Regions from separate parts of the Mus musculus genome. Here region 1 is linked to region 2. Evidence: chromatin contacts called from public HiChIP or PLAC-seq data. All regions are on one chromosome and are shown on one strand. Each heading gives the region's core, a stretch centred on a gene start, on an enhancer-like site or on the middle of the called end of the contact. The rest is flanking DNA. Distances are from core to core; before and after follow the strand shown.

Region 1 (6,720 bases), core at 1,481-3,980, 170 kb after region 2:
CAGGGATGGAATGTTCTAGAACACAGCACAGTAAAAGCAGACCCAGGCTCTAAGCAGGCACAGACAGGGGTGGGGTAGGAGAGCTTGTCACAGCTTATAAGTGTCAGCACTGAGTTGACAGGCCCAGGGGATAGGTCAGAAAGCCAGGACTGGAAAAGAGACCACCAGCGGGGAGCAAGTAGAACATTGTCCCACGTGGTCCACACAGGCTAACCTCCTCCAAAGGCCATGGCTGGAGACTAGGAAAACAAGAGGAAAGAGACAGAGTGGTGGAGGCAGCTTGGTAGGTACTGAATCACTCGCCAAGGCAAAGTGTGTGTCTGCAGATATGCTGGGGTAAACTCACAGCTGTCACCCTCAGGAGCCACCCACAGTACACTTGAACAACTGGCCGTGGCTGCACATGTCTGCTGTTCATGTACTCATGCTACCACCCCTCATCACCTCAATTCTCTTCCTTCTCTCTTCAGCCTCTACCGTTTCAAGCCTGTCCCGTCACTACAGTGGTCATCCTGAAACAGAAATTTGGACACCCTGCTCTTAATTTATGAGCTATAGGTAGATGATACCCTCCTTTGCAAGAACCTTGCTGGCCTCAGCCAACAGATAACTGTCAGCTTCTGCCACCCAGGGATCTTCATTCTGACTGTTCCATCCCTGACATGCCATCTCACCCCCGGGCCCCCTGGTATGGGTGCCCCCCCTGAGATGCTTCTTATTTTTCTTGAGAAAGAAATGTATGCACAGCCCTAGAAGTGCTCATCAGTGACAGGCTTTACCTAGCTGTACAGTGTGTTTGCACAGTGTCTTTCCTTCCAGGTAGTCACACAGTTGAGAGGGACTCTTCCAGCTTCTCGCCATACCACCCAAAGCCAGGGGAGCGCTGCACCATAAAGACTCAAGGCGGAAAGAGCTAGCACATCTGCCTATCACATACAAGCATGGAAGGACAAGCTATCCCTAGAGTCCCTTTATTGACACTGGCCAGGTGCACATAGTGACCCTGCCATTCTCCCTCCTTGCACAGTGAGTGGTGCTTCCCATTCCTGACTAGCAACGCTGCCTGTGGCTGGGACTCTGCAGTGACTTAGTGTCCTAGGAAGTGTGCTGAGCCTATAACAGCTTCCCTGGAGAACTCATGGGCCCCTGCGCTGGTAACATCTACACAGAGACTTTGATTGCCAGCCTTCCTCCCCAATACCATGGGCCTCTAAATTAAAACATAAAACAGCAATAGACAGCCTCTGTTTTGCTGTCTTGGCCACTAAGAGTGGCCAAGCTTCAGATCTGGAAAATAAAGATATTTTAAGATTTGGCTTCTGACTATATGTCTATTTTAATACAAAACATGCATTTCCAAATATCATGTGTGCTGTGCTGCCCCCCTCTAGGGTATATTCCTACCCCTGAGCTGCAGAGACCTGTGTAACTTCCACTCCAGGCCACGTACTGTGGCAAAGCACTAAGTGCAGAACAGAAACTGTAGGAGAACAAGCTAGTGAGGGTTGGGACTTAGCTGTTAGCAGAGTTAGCAATGAGCCTAGGAGTGAAGAAATGACACTGGTGGGATAGAGAAGAGTGGGCGGTAGCGGAGTTGCTACATTTCCAAAGTCAAAAGGCCTTCTGAGAAGGTGACCTCAGAGATGAGAACACAGGTGAATCTAGAGGAACAATGTTCCAAGGAGGGACTGTCAGATGTGAGGCGGGAAGGACTTTAATATATTAACAGCAGAACAAAGGCTACTACTGGTAGAGCCTGGAAGGTCAGGGGTGGAAGGTAGAAGAGGATGGGGTAGATAAGCCAAAGAAAACTGTGTCTTAAAAACATATTTATTTATTTCTAACAATGAAAGAAATCAAATCCTGAAGGGTAGCGGTTATAAGAAATATTTTCTTATCTATTTGGTCTGCTTTAAATTCCATTCTTCAAAAGACTGGGACCTGTCTCCTCACTTCCTCTCATTTTGAAGTTTTGGCTGCTGAAAAGAACATATAATAACATGAAATAATGTATCATAAGTTACTTCCAAGGATCTTGGCCCAGCCTTATCAGTTCTGGGGAGGCTGTTGTTGTCCTGAACTTTTACTGCTGCCCAAGCCAGACAGGAGACTTGAGGTCCGGGTGCCCAGGGTTATGGGTGGGGGTGGGGGGTACTCTCTGAACACATTAAACCTTCTGAGGATAGTTAAGGTTTCTGAGAACCTCTGGAGAGTCACATTAGGATTAGAGGACGTGGAGCTGCCCAGTCCCGGAAGTCTCAGAAAGAAAAGCACAGACCCAGTCTGCAGCAGGTAGAGAACACTGAGGGGGAAACAAAGTATCCAAAGCCAGGTACCTGCCTGTCCCCTCCTCCCCCTCTAGGGTTTACGGAAGTCCTTTCTCTGGCAGCTACCAGGTGTGTTTGAAAACACCCAAGCTTTATCCTTTACGTAGCAGGAAACTGTGTGTGTGTGTGTGTGTGTGTGTGTGTGTGTGTGTGTGTGTGTGTGTGTGTGTGTGTGTTTCAGCGCGCACGCGCTTGCGAATCTCCCTCCCCGTGTGCCTGCGTTTATCCTACAGCTGAAATCCAGATTACAGCTGTATCCCGGTACCAGTGACTACCATGGGACAATTTGGGTGAGTTTGATGCAGAGGTGAGATGGAGCTGAGCACGTGTTGGGGGAGATACGAGCTGGTGTCCTGGCTTAGAACCAGAATGGTCCTGGAAGCCACAGCCCCCTCTCGGGATCGCAGCCCTCCCTCCTGCCCAAGGCTGTCCCGCCTACCCTCGCCCTCTTCTCAAGAGTTAAGGACCTCCCCGCTGTGCTGGCTGCTCTCGGCTCCCCTTGCACGGGAGCCCTAAGACAGTGGACAGTGCCCCCCGCACCCCCCCTCCCTCACCACAACCCGGAGTCCCAGGGGCCCCAGCGTCTGCTTTCTGGGCTTAGGGGAGTTACTGGATCGCGCAGAGGGAGCACGGCACTCAAGAGTTGTGAGCGCAGGGCTTCTGCTCCCGCCTTGGTTCCCCTCCACCCCCCTCATCCCAGAGCTTGGCGGAGTGACCTCGGTGGCCCGCCAGGGATGCCCCAGGGGCTGCAGAACGGTGGACGACCTGGCGCCCGGGCCAGACCAACGACAGGTGCTTCGGCTCCTTTTTTCTTCTTCCTTTCCTCTTCCCCCACCCTCCTCACCCTGAAGTAAGATGAGCGTGATGCTGTGGCGCTGGGAACAGAACAATTCCACCATGAAGCTGGTAAGGGCACACTGCAGACTCACAAGCTCTACTGTGGTCTCTTCCCTGACATCCTGAATTGTTGCTGGAGTGGAAAACCCCCGATCCACAGTTGGTATTTCTTTTTATCTTGAAGGGTGTGTGTGTGTATGTGTGTGTGTGTGTGTGTATGTGTGTGTGTGTGTGTGTGTGTGTGTGTGTGTGTGCGTGTGTGCGCGCGCGCGCGCGCGCTCGCACAAGAAGCAGAGCTGAACTGACTTATGTCCCCATCCCTTCCACCTATTAATTCCTGAGGCTTCTGCAGTTGCACCTCAAGGGTCATTTCCTTGGTGCAGAGCTGCGTTCTCCAGACAGGACTTGAGGCAGCGTGGTCTGCCTGCTGGATCCCTGCCCAGCATTGTGTTGTAGTCTCTTCGGATGCACATGGGTGCTGCTCACTTGTGGTCTAGCTCATTTGGGGTTGGAAGGTGGGAACGTGCAGCCCCTCTTCTTATTTTTCCTCTCACAGTGTGGTAGCTCCATTTTAAGCTTGCAAGAAGCCTGCAGGCTTCAGACGCCTTTTCCCTCCCTCCATTTCCAAATAGTAACTGCTGCTCCCTCCCAGGAAAGGTGAGACCAGCAGTGCTCTCCTTGCTGCTCCAGGTGGGCTGATTTTTTTTTTTTTCCCATCTCAAGCAGGAAATGGGATCCAAAGGTTTGTCTGGCTTTGGCTTAAGATGTGGTGGAGTTTTTGTTTGTTTGTTTGTTTGTTTGCTCTGTTTTGTTTTATCTGATGGTTTCGGCTGGCAGGGATTGTAAACTTTCCCCCAGAAGTCAGAGAGTGCTGTGGTCTGGTCAGTGCCTTCAGCATCCAGTGGATCAGGGTAAAATAAACCCATCGCATTTGGGGTTGGGGGGAAAGGTTCCCACTTTGCAGATCCCATTCTGAGCTTGATATATAAGAGCTCAATAGAAAATAGGATGGATAAACTGGAATTCCTACCTATTAGGGCAATCTCATTAAAGATGCTATTTAAAAACAACACCAGCAAAATAATGGACACTGGGCCTAAGTCTTCACATAATGAAGTATTTGTTAGACAAGTGCACCTTAGTGTTCACCCTGCATGTGTTATGATTGGCCTGTGTAACCTTAAGCTACTATTTTACAGCTTGGTTTAAGTGCTGTAACATAAGCAGACATTACGCGCCTTTGCTGCTCTGGGTCATGATTGCAGCTCCTTAATCCTTTCCTGGAACCTTCCCCTAGCCTGATGTGGGATAGCCAGAGTCCCCCTCCTTCCTCCTCAAGCCATGTCGGAGATGCTAGTCTGCAATGCAGTATAGGAGAGTCAGGGTCCAGTCTGAACTGCAGAGGTTTTTATGAAGAAAATGGATTTTATGAAAAAAGAAAAAAAGAGGAATCTGTGCCAGGCAGGGAAACCATAGAGCATACCAGTACGTGCCATCTGGGGCCTGGTGGCAGGTGCCTGAGGTCAGAACTGGGACATCTTTGCTGTCTCTTTATCCAATGGAGAGAGCTTTCTTCTGCATGGGTCAGGGGGTCAGCCTTTATTGGGTCTGGCTGGGTCTTTAGACTTGTCTCACTTTTCAAATGAACTGTAAGGACCACCCAAGATGGCTGCACCTCTCTTCCAACCAGGCAGAGGAAGGATAGAGGAGCTTAGACAACCTGCTAGCATGCACAAGGCAACAATTACTATCCCGGGTACCCCCATAGTCTTCTGAGCCCAGACAGGAAAATGCATGCCTGGGTCGTGTAATTCAGAGGGGCTCATGTGTTCCCCCAAGTGAGCCTCAGCCCCTTCTATAGAGTCCGAGGGGCGGTACATACATTGCAAATCAATGTATCAAAGCTGCCAGCAACCTGCTGTGAACTTGCTCTTCTAGGGATATGACCTTAGTGGACCCAAGGACTGCATCAGTAAGGGCCTTTGCTCATAGCTGACTCCTGGTTTAAATTCTAACCTTACCATTTACTAAATCTGACCCCGTTGCCTTTTCTGTAAGAGGGTTTTGCAGTTCTCTGTCCTCCTGTAAAGGTGTTATAACGTAGTCTGTATCCAGGATCCAGCCTAGAGTCTGAGTCACTGGTGTAGATTAAGCGGGCACCGTCAAGCTTCTTGTCATTTTCTTCAATGCTAAATGAGACACAGTCTAGGGTCCCACTTGGCCCGAGCTGCTGGGTGAATGTCTAGGGATGGGGCTCTGAAAAGCAAACCTTTCTTATCTTGACATCATTGCTGGCCCTCAGCAGGAGGGAGTTTCCTGAGAACATCTTAGAAGTCAACTGTGTGTGAATAACCACCCACAACAGGGCAGGGAGCAGAGGTGGGCACCCACCGGACCTTTAATCACTGATGCAGTTCAATGAACACGAAGTCAGTTAAGCCAAGGCCTGAGAAGCCTGTTCTGGATGTACAGGGGAGCAGGTTTCGCTTCGTGTTTTATTTTAAAGATAATTGGATTTAACAACAACAACAAAAAGACCAAGAGTCCTTAGAGGCAACGTTTGGATCTCTCTGCGTTATCTCTGCAGGGTGACTGGTAGATTTTCAATGAAAGAAAGTGAGAGGAGGTGACTGCTCGGGCCTGAAGCTCCTGCTGAGAAAGGATAAGCTTAGGCAAAGCCAGCAGGTTGACGGCATCTGTGACGTTCTTGTCACCCCTCAGCTCCCTTCCCATGGATTCACTGGTGTTAGGCGGGGCATGGAGAGACAAGGAAACCATTGCTGAAGCAGCTGGTGTCAGAGGAGAAGCAGTAGCACCCAGCAAGGAAGCCATTGCTGGAGCAGCTGGTGTCAGAGGAGAAGCAGTAGCACCCAGCAAGGAAGCCATTGCTGGAGCAGCTGGTGTCAGAGGAGAAGCAGTAGCACCCAGCAAGGAAGCCATTGCTGGAGCAGCTGGTGTCAGAGGAGAAGCAGTAGCACCCAGCAAGGAAGCCATTGCTGGAGCAGCTGGTGTCAGAGGAGAAGCAGTAGCACCCAGCAAGGAAGCCATTGCTGGAGCAGCTGGTGTCAGAGGAGAAGCAGTAGCATCCAGCTGTAAGAGTGGCGTGAGAAATGATACCCAGGCAAGCACCCTTCCCCCACTTGCAGTTTGTGCGAGCACAGAGCCCAGGCTGTGGTAGGACACCTGTAATCTCCTCTGGTCATGTGACTTCTAGACCTCAACCTCCCTCCTGGTCGGTGCTTAGGGACCAGAGCATCCTCCAGGGTGCTGTGAAAATTAGGAAGAAGATGCAGCAGGCTTAAGGCTCAGGGTCTGGTAATTGGTGGGTGATGAAGAGCTGCCCTTCTGATTAGGAGGTGAGTGTACAAGATCCAGGAGTGTGTACGTGTCTCTCCACACAAAAAAGGGAGCAGTACCCCTAATGGCCAGCAGGGCCAAGCTTGGGGAAGTAGTCACGACTCTTTCTATCCAGCTTTTCCTTGTAGTGTGAATTTTACACAGCAAGAAGAGAGAAAAAGAACTGCTAAAATGCCGGGCGTGGTGGCGCATGCCTTTA
Region 2 (7,126 bases), core at 757-3,256:
GAGATCTTTGGGGCCTTCTCTGTCTTTAGGACATCTCTGGAGTCCTGTTGTCTTTAGGACATCTCTGGAGTCCTATCTTTAAGACATCTCTGGAGTTCGGGTATCTTTAGGACATCTCTGTAGTCCTGGTGTCTTTAGGACATCTCTGGGGCCCTCTCTGTCTTTAGGACATCTCTGGGGTCTTGGTGTCTTTAGGATATCTCTGGAGTCCTCTCTATCTTTAAGACATCTCTGGAGTCCAGGTGTCTTTAGGACATCTCTGGGGCCCTCTCTGTCTTTAGGATATCTCTGGGGTCCTGGAGTCTTTAGGACTTCTCTGGGGCCCTCTCAGTCTTTAAGACATCTTTGGGGACCCCTCACTGTTTTAGGACATCTCTGGTGTACTGGCTGTCTCTAGGCAATCTCTGGGCCCTTCTTAGTCTTTAGGACATCTTTGGGGAATCTCTCGGTCTTTAGGACACCATTGGGGGGCCTCTCTGTGTTTAAGACATCTTTGGGGGCCCTCTCCATCTTTAGGACATCTTTGGGGTCCTGGTGTCTTTAGGACATCTCTGGGGCCCTGGCTGTCTATAGGATAGAGCAAAGACGTTAACATAGCCTCTGACTTTGCCAGCCATGCTGAACTTCACCTTACCTCCTCGATTCTTGCTTACTACTTTTCTTCTTTTTCAGCTTCAGGTTTCTGTGGCCCTGGAGCTTGGATTGGGGGTGGATGATAAATCAGCATCAGGACAGGATGCTAAAAAGAAAGCAGAGCCATGCTCTGGTTATGGCCAGCCCAGAGTTGGCTGACCTGAGGAATCTCAGGAAGGAAGGGACCATGTAAAACTGAGTCCCATGTCATATCTGTAAGGGAAACTGTGAGGGGCCCAGGCTGGCAAGAATTCATCAGCCTGAGTCCCCAAATACTGTCCCGGTGAAAACTCAGAGCAAGGCCTGCTAGTGTGTTCAACCTACACAGAGGAGACACTGATTGGCGTCTGGGGACATCAGAGAGCAGAAAGTGAGATGCTAGATACCCAAGATGCTGCGAACTCTTAGGGATCAGGGAGGGAGAGAAGAGGGAGAAGATTGCAGAAGCAGACCAGGGAGAGGAAAATAAAGAAGAGAAGGAAACACACAGTCTGAGCAGAGAGAAGCAACCTGTACAATCCCACAGTCTGGTCAGAGTCCCTTCCTGCTCGCCATCACTTCTGAGGTCCCCTCCTCTCACCTGATATATCTCTGAGCTGCCAGAAGACCAACACAGTCTGGCAGAATTTAAGCACAGAGGGACCCTCCTATGCCAGAGTCAATTACCCACCTGTCCCTCTCTGCATTTGGGCCCTGGATCTTTCCAGATGCCCTGAGTCCCTGTAAAAGCACCCATGGAATCAATACATCAAGGGTGACATTATCCCTGTGTGTACTACAGTGCATATTCCAGGACTTACTGCAGACATGGACCCCCTGGGCCCTGGAAGCTGCATTTTAACAAGCACCATTAGCTATCTACATGTGCTCTGAAGTCACAGAGCCACCACTGAAATGTGTAGCCTCCCTGGCCTAAGGCTTATGTGGCCTCAAATCCCAGCAGTATACTGGCAGTGTGCTGCTTTCCGAATGCTTCAGCTCTGGATTCTGTAGCGATATGGCGAAAGTAAAACCTCCTCAGGGTTACAAGAGAATACAAATCAAGAAAACTCATTGGCATGAGGGAAACAAATCTTCCCCACGAATACTAAGTAAATAAAGAGATGCAGACAAACAAATAAATTAAGCATACATAGTCACCAATCCTGAAATATTAAGCAAATAAATATTAGCTGGTACTATGATATTATTTGGAGCCATTCCCTGTTCCTACTGTCAATATGGCAGTCAATGAGGCTACTGCAAGGCAGCATACAAGAGCCAAGCTTCCAGCCCAGCATCCACTCCTGCAAGGGAGATAGGTAAAGCAGGTAAGACATTCAAGTCCGGCTCACCCACTTCTGCAGGCAGGTTGGGTGGGTGCAATGACAATTATGACCAGAAGAGGGAGGCATAAACACGCGTTTCAGAGCAGAGCTCAGGGATCCTCAGAGTGGGAGGCTCTCTGGGGAGGAGGGGGAGGCTGGGATCAGCATTTGTTCTAGAACCAACACACACACAGCACACAACACACATGCACACACTGTTGATAGTAATATCTGGGGATGTTCACAGGCTGAAAGCTTGTTCCCCCAGGTTGCCCAGAAGCCAGGCTCAGAGCCGCTCCATGAGTCTCTTTCCCGAGGGCTCAGAAGCACCTCGTTAGATTTTATTTTTCACCACCCAGTCTGGCCCTGGCAGGCCGTGGGCAGAGTGCTGGCTGTCGTGCCTTTCTGAGAAGGCTCTTGGCGGAGCTCCAGAGTGGGGGCCTCCTGTTCTGTTTGAAGGAGAGTTGTGGTAGGCACTTCACCCAGCGCTCTCAGAAAACTTTCTTAGCTAAAACAGTTGGAAGGGTGAGGATGGGTGGGGTGCTAGGGTGGACGTGCCTGCCCTCCACTCACCAGTCGATTTTCTAAAAGAGGGGATAAGGTAGCCCATGGCTGGAGTACCTGCTGTGTGTTCCTCAGCACCAGACACCCAGCGCTTCAGAGACCTCCCATAGAGGTGAAGCCTGAGGCTCAGAGAGGTCAGGTGACTTGCCCAGAGCCACACAGCTAGTGAACAACCAAGATGATGGCATTTTCCACCTATTGAGAGCCTAGCATACTTATGGGCACAAAGGTAATCATTGCATGTTTGATTGAGCCTATCTGTAAGTCCAGTAAGCCCTTCTGTCTGCCCTAAAGCCTTCCTTCTGCTCCACACTGCCTCAACCCTGGAAAATGCTGGTCTCCATTCCCCCAACCTTCCAAAGGACTAAAATCCCCATTTATTCCCCCTGGCCTCAGCAGCAGCCTGGTGAGAGCTGTGGCCGTGGCTGGAGGACATTCCTGCTGGTAAATGCCTGTCCTGAAGACCTGGGCGCCTCGCTCGGGATGTCCCAGCAGTGCAAAAGTGAGGAGGGGACACTCTGGTTACACATGTCACCTGGCTATCTGGGACTAGGAAAAGCATATTGTTCAAGAGTGATGAGGTGCCGTCCTCTCCTTCCCACAGAAAGTGGCGCCAGCACAATGAACGTCATCCCCCTTATACCCCAGCCCCCAGCCCTGGGGACACCACTGTAATAAGCCTTGGCTGTGTGCAAGCTCTCACCCTGCCTTGTCATGCAGTCCACGTGGCACCATGCAGACATGTCACTTTCCTTCTGAGGGACTCTCCCTCTCCTGAAGAAATACTACAGGTGCCCTGGTATTCAGTGGTAGCTGAGGAAGAGCCCCTGTGTCTTGTTCTTCTTCTCCTGAGAGCTGGGCTTGACCTGCTCATACTGCGGAGTTCTCTTATAAGTGGCCTGTGGGTGAGGCTTGGCCACTCCCATGCAGGGTAACTAAGGTGGCCATTTGAACTGGCATGTGTTTGGGGCAGGAAAGGGGACTCTAGCCCTTTCCTGAGATCTTCATCCAAATCTTCCAGCGGGGGTGGGGGGGGGAACCTAGCTTGTCTGGAATCCACCTTCACTTTCAGGTTTACCCATAAGCTTGGAAGCTCTGTAAGGACTCCATTGCTAAGATCTACCTGTCCCCCTTGGCAGCCACCACGGCAGGCAGATTGAAGTGTTTGAAAACACCTGGGCATGAGGAAACGTGGCTGGGAGGTGTGGGGGAAGGGTGGCAAAAGAAAGCCCGCCTTGATGAACCTGGGAGACAGTCTCCTGGGTAGCATGCCTAAGGAACTTTGCAGAGCCAGAGAAAGGCTTGGAAAAATCCAGATAACTTGCCATGGTCACCTTAAGGCAGCCCTGGCTCAAGTACGTGTGCTTTCTCATTACTCATAAGATAAGACTTCCCACGTACTACACAGGTACTGTCTCGGTCACTTTTCTTTCTTTTTTTTTTTAATTTTTTTTATTACATATTTTCCTCAATTACATTTCCAATGCTATCCCCAAAGCCCCCCCCCCACTACCCACCCATTCCCATTTTTTGGCCCTGGCGTTCCCCTGTACTGGGGCATATAAAGTTTGCCTGTCCAGTGGGCCTCTCTTTCCAGCAACCCTGTAGGTGCAACATTATGAACTAACCAGTACCTCGGTCACTTTTCTTATGGCACGACCAAGAAGCAGTTTGAGGGAGGTGGGACTTCCTGTGGCTCATGGTATAAGGTGAAGCAGTCTGTCCCAGCAGGGGATGCACAAAGTGCGCCTTTGGTCACCAAGTATCCACAGACAGGAAGCAGAGTGGACAGGAAGTGGGGCTAGGTTTCAAAATCCTAAGGCCATTCCCTAGTGATGCACTTCCTCCAGCACGGCCCCACCTCCTAAAGGTTCCACAAACTTCCAAAAGAGGAGGACCACACTCGGTGGGGGCAGGGCCGGGGGGATGACATCAAGTGTTCACACACAGGAGCCTGTGGGGGACACTTCCACTCAAGCTGTAACCAGTGTGCTGGTTTACTCTGTGGAGGCACACGGTTTGTGAAAGGCACCTACGAGTTCTCTTGCTGCCCTTTTTTAGGCAGTGAGGATTCCTTCCTGGTAAGAAAAAAAATCTACGTCAGAGCCCGGAGAATGGAAAGTTTTTTTTTTTCTGTAATATTTATCCCCGCAAAATAAATATTTCCCCTTCTATCCAGGTCCAGCCTATCTCTGTTGACAGCTTCCCAGGTCCTCCTGAAACATCCAGTCACTCCAGGAACTGGGAGCAGGGTGACCGGGCAACTGGGTTTTTTTGTTTTGTTTTGTTTTGTTTTAATTTTGACTGGACTTCTTGTAGCTTGAGAGGAGGCTGCCAAATGACCCAGTTGATTGACTTGCTGGGGAGGGTGGAGCCATGGCTGGAAAGGGAGAGGAAGTGCTAATGAGCATGATCCTGAGGGAAGACCCAACCCCAAAGAGCCAAACTAAGGCTTTCCACACATGGGGTTGGAGCAAGGTAACCTGTTCCCTGGAGTCAGCCTGCAGACACATCCCCACATTTCCATAAGGGTTCCCTTCAGTCAGCTCTGCTCAGAGGGGTAGATAACATGCCTGGCTTGAGATGAGCAGGCTCTGAAAGGGCATCAGTTCTGAGGGCTCTGCCTCCTGGTCCATGGGATGGACTACTGCCACTGCTCTGTGGCTGCAGGGCCCTCTGTGAAACAGGCCAGACTTTGTCATTAGCTGCGGCTCTAAGGCCCACGATCAGTCACTCACTGTCCATGGGGCTTATTTCAGGCCTTTCAATATACATCCCTTTTCTCTGTCTTTAGACTTTGCACAGCCTCCCTCCCTCCCTCCCTCCCTCCTTCCCTCCCTCCCTCCCTCCCTCCATCCCTCCCTCCCTCCCTCCCTCATGCCCTCTAGGGTCCTACTCACAGAGCCTCCCCAGTGCTGAAGGATTTCCCATCACTGACCCCAGCACCCAACCCAAGCACACACCCCTTCACACCTCCTTAGAACCCCATACACCTCCCGCTCTCCCACAGAGCACTGCATCTCAGTATGCATGTCATTTTCTGCACACGCCTCCCCCCCCCCCCACACACACACACACCCCAACTGCAGTTCACAGCAGCAGCCTAGGTGGGGCCCACTCCACAGGATGTGCTCAGTGAACACATAGTAGTTGAAATTAGGGGCTGAACAAACGTGAATCTGCCCCTGTGGTCCTCTTGGTCTGGCATATCCTCTTCCAGACTTCAGGTTACAGCACGAGGTTTGGTTTGGTTTGGTTTGGTTTGGTTTGGTTTGGTTTGGTTTGGCTTTGATCAGCTCCTCTCTGGAGGCCAGGAGGCTTTCAGTGTAAGCCAAGGGTTCGCAGAAAGGGGAACATCAGTAGGAGGTGCAGCTCTAGGGCCAGGGAGAACAGCTGTGGCCCCGAGGAAGGCTCTATGGGAAGTGGATCGGGGCAGGGCAGGGACTGGGCTAAGCTCCACCCCAAGTTTAAGTCCAGGCAAGGGCCAGATAATGGTGGGCTTGAGCAGAAGTTCAGCACATAGTAGGACCTTTCCATCAATTGCTGTCTGTGTGATAAGCACTTCGCGGGCTTGATTCACTGACTTCTGATGGAAATACCTCTTTGTAGAGCCCAACTACTGTTCCTAAGTCAGCCAGGAAAAGAAGGAAAGATCAAGGAAGATGGGAGCTTACCCAGACCCACAGGTAATGTCCGGCCAGCCCTGGTGCCAAGCCTTTGATCCCAAGCACATCCCTGGTCCACTGTGCCCTGAATAAGATCACAGAGAGCAAGAGTCTTGCTATCAGCTCACGACCTTACCCCCCCGAGGGGTGAGGGGCATGGCTTGGGGGTGGAGGCCAGAGGTTGATCTGGATGTCTTTCCTCAGTAGCTCTCCACATTGCTCTAAAGATCAGGGTCTCTTGTAGAACCCAGAGCTGTCTGTTCAGCTGAACTGGGCCCTGAGCCCCGGGGCTCCTCCTGCCTCTGCCTCCCAAGCCCTGGGATTACAGATGCATGGGCTATGCCTGGCTCTTTTTTTTTAACATGGCTTCTGAGGATCCTCAGACTTGCAAGGCAAGCATTTGACTGACTGGGTGTGTTGGTTACCTTTTCTGTTGCTGTGATAAAATACCATGACCAAAAGGCAACTCGATGAAAGAGTTTATTTTGGCTATGGTTGCAGGGAGGTAGAGTCTTCCTTGTGGTGAAGGTGTGAAGCCTGAAGCTGGCTGATGGTGTTTCCATGGAGACATTTGAAGCAGAGATAGAGAACAGGAAGCAGAACCTGTAACCCTGTGCATCTAATGATGCTCTGCCTCAGGAGGGCTCTACCTCCTAAAGGTTTCATATCCTCCCCAAACAGCACCGCTAATCAGGGACCAAACACATAAGCCTATGGAGGCCATTTCTCACCAAATCACCAGGTTGAGCCATATGCCGGCTGCTTTACACACCATTCAGTCACTCCATGGGCACTTCCTCTTGGACTTCCTAGTGCCCCTCTCGGCCCCACAGTCCTTCCTAGCAATTGACTCTCTCCCTTTGTTCTCTAGTAGCTTGGGAACGTCTCATAAGGCTTATTTCTACAGCCCACACAGAGTGCCAGCCCACAACGGACTGCAGGCTGTTAGCATTTTGT

The links. HiChIP or PLAC-seq counts read pairs in DNA pulled down with a chosen protein or histone mark.
Region 1: a contact with region 2 is called in a CTCF HiChIP or PLAC-seq map of the NIH/3T3 cell line, with 10 read pairs. The contact joins two enhancer-like sites. A contact is called at or near these places in 1 of 15 datasets of contacts at CTCF or cohesin (the NIH/3T3 cell line), 1 of 484 Hi-C or Micro-C datasets (bone marrow-derived macrophages), 2 of 115 datasets of contacts at active chromatin or transcription factors (embryonic basal ganglia and embryonic midbrain) and 1 of 9 other capture datasets (liver).

What each region holds. Positions count from the first base shown.
Region 1 is chr7:49,301,326-49,308,045 of GRCm38.p6, forward strand. All of the region lies in intron 1 of Nav2 (neuron navigator 2), which reads left to right. Among named protein-coding and RNA genes, the nearest start is that of Gm51448, 46 kb to the right of the region's middle. Within about 2 kb of position 2,731, at least 60 of the 459 cell types and tissues checked have an H3K27ac peak or open chromatin away from gene starts, as enhancers often do.
Region 2 is chr7:49,130,910-49,138,035 of GRCm38.p6, forward strand. The region is part of intron 3 of 9130015G15Rik (RIKEN cDNA 9130015G15 gene); the gene reads right to left. It also overlaps a transcript of Nav2 not described here. Among named protein-coding and RNA genes, the nearest start is that of 9130015G15Rik, 28 kb to the right of the region's middle. Within about 2 kb of position 2,007, at least 38 of the 459 cell types and tissues checked have an H3K27ac peak or open chromatin away from gene starts, as enhancers often do.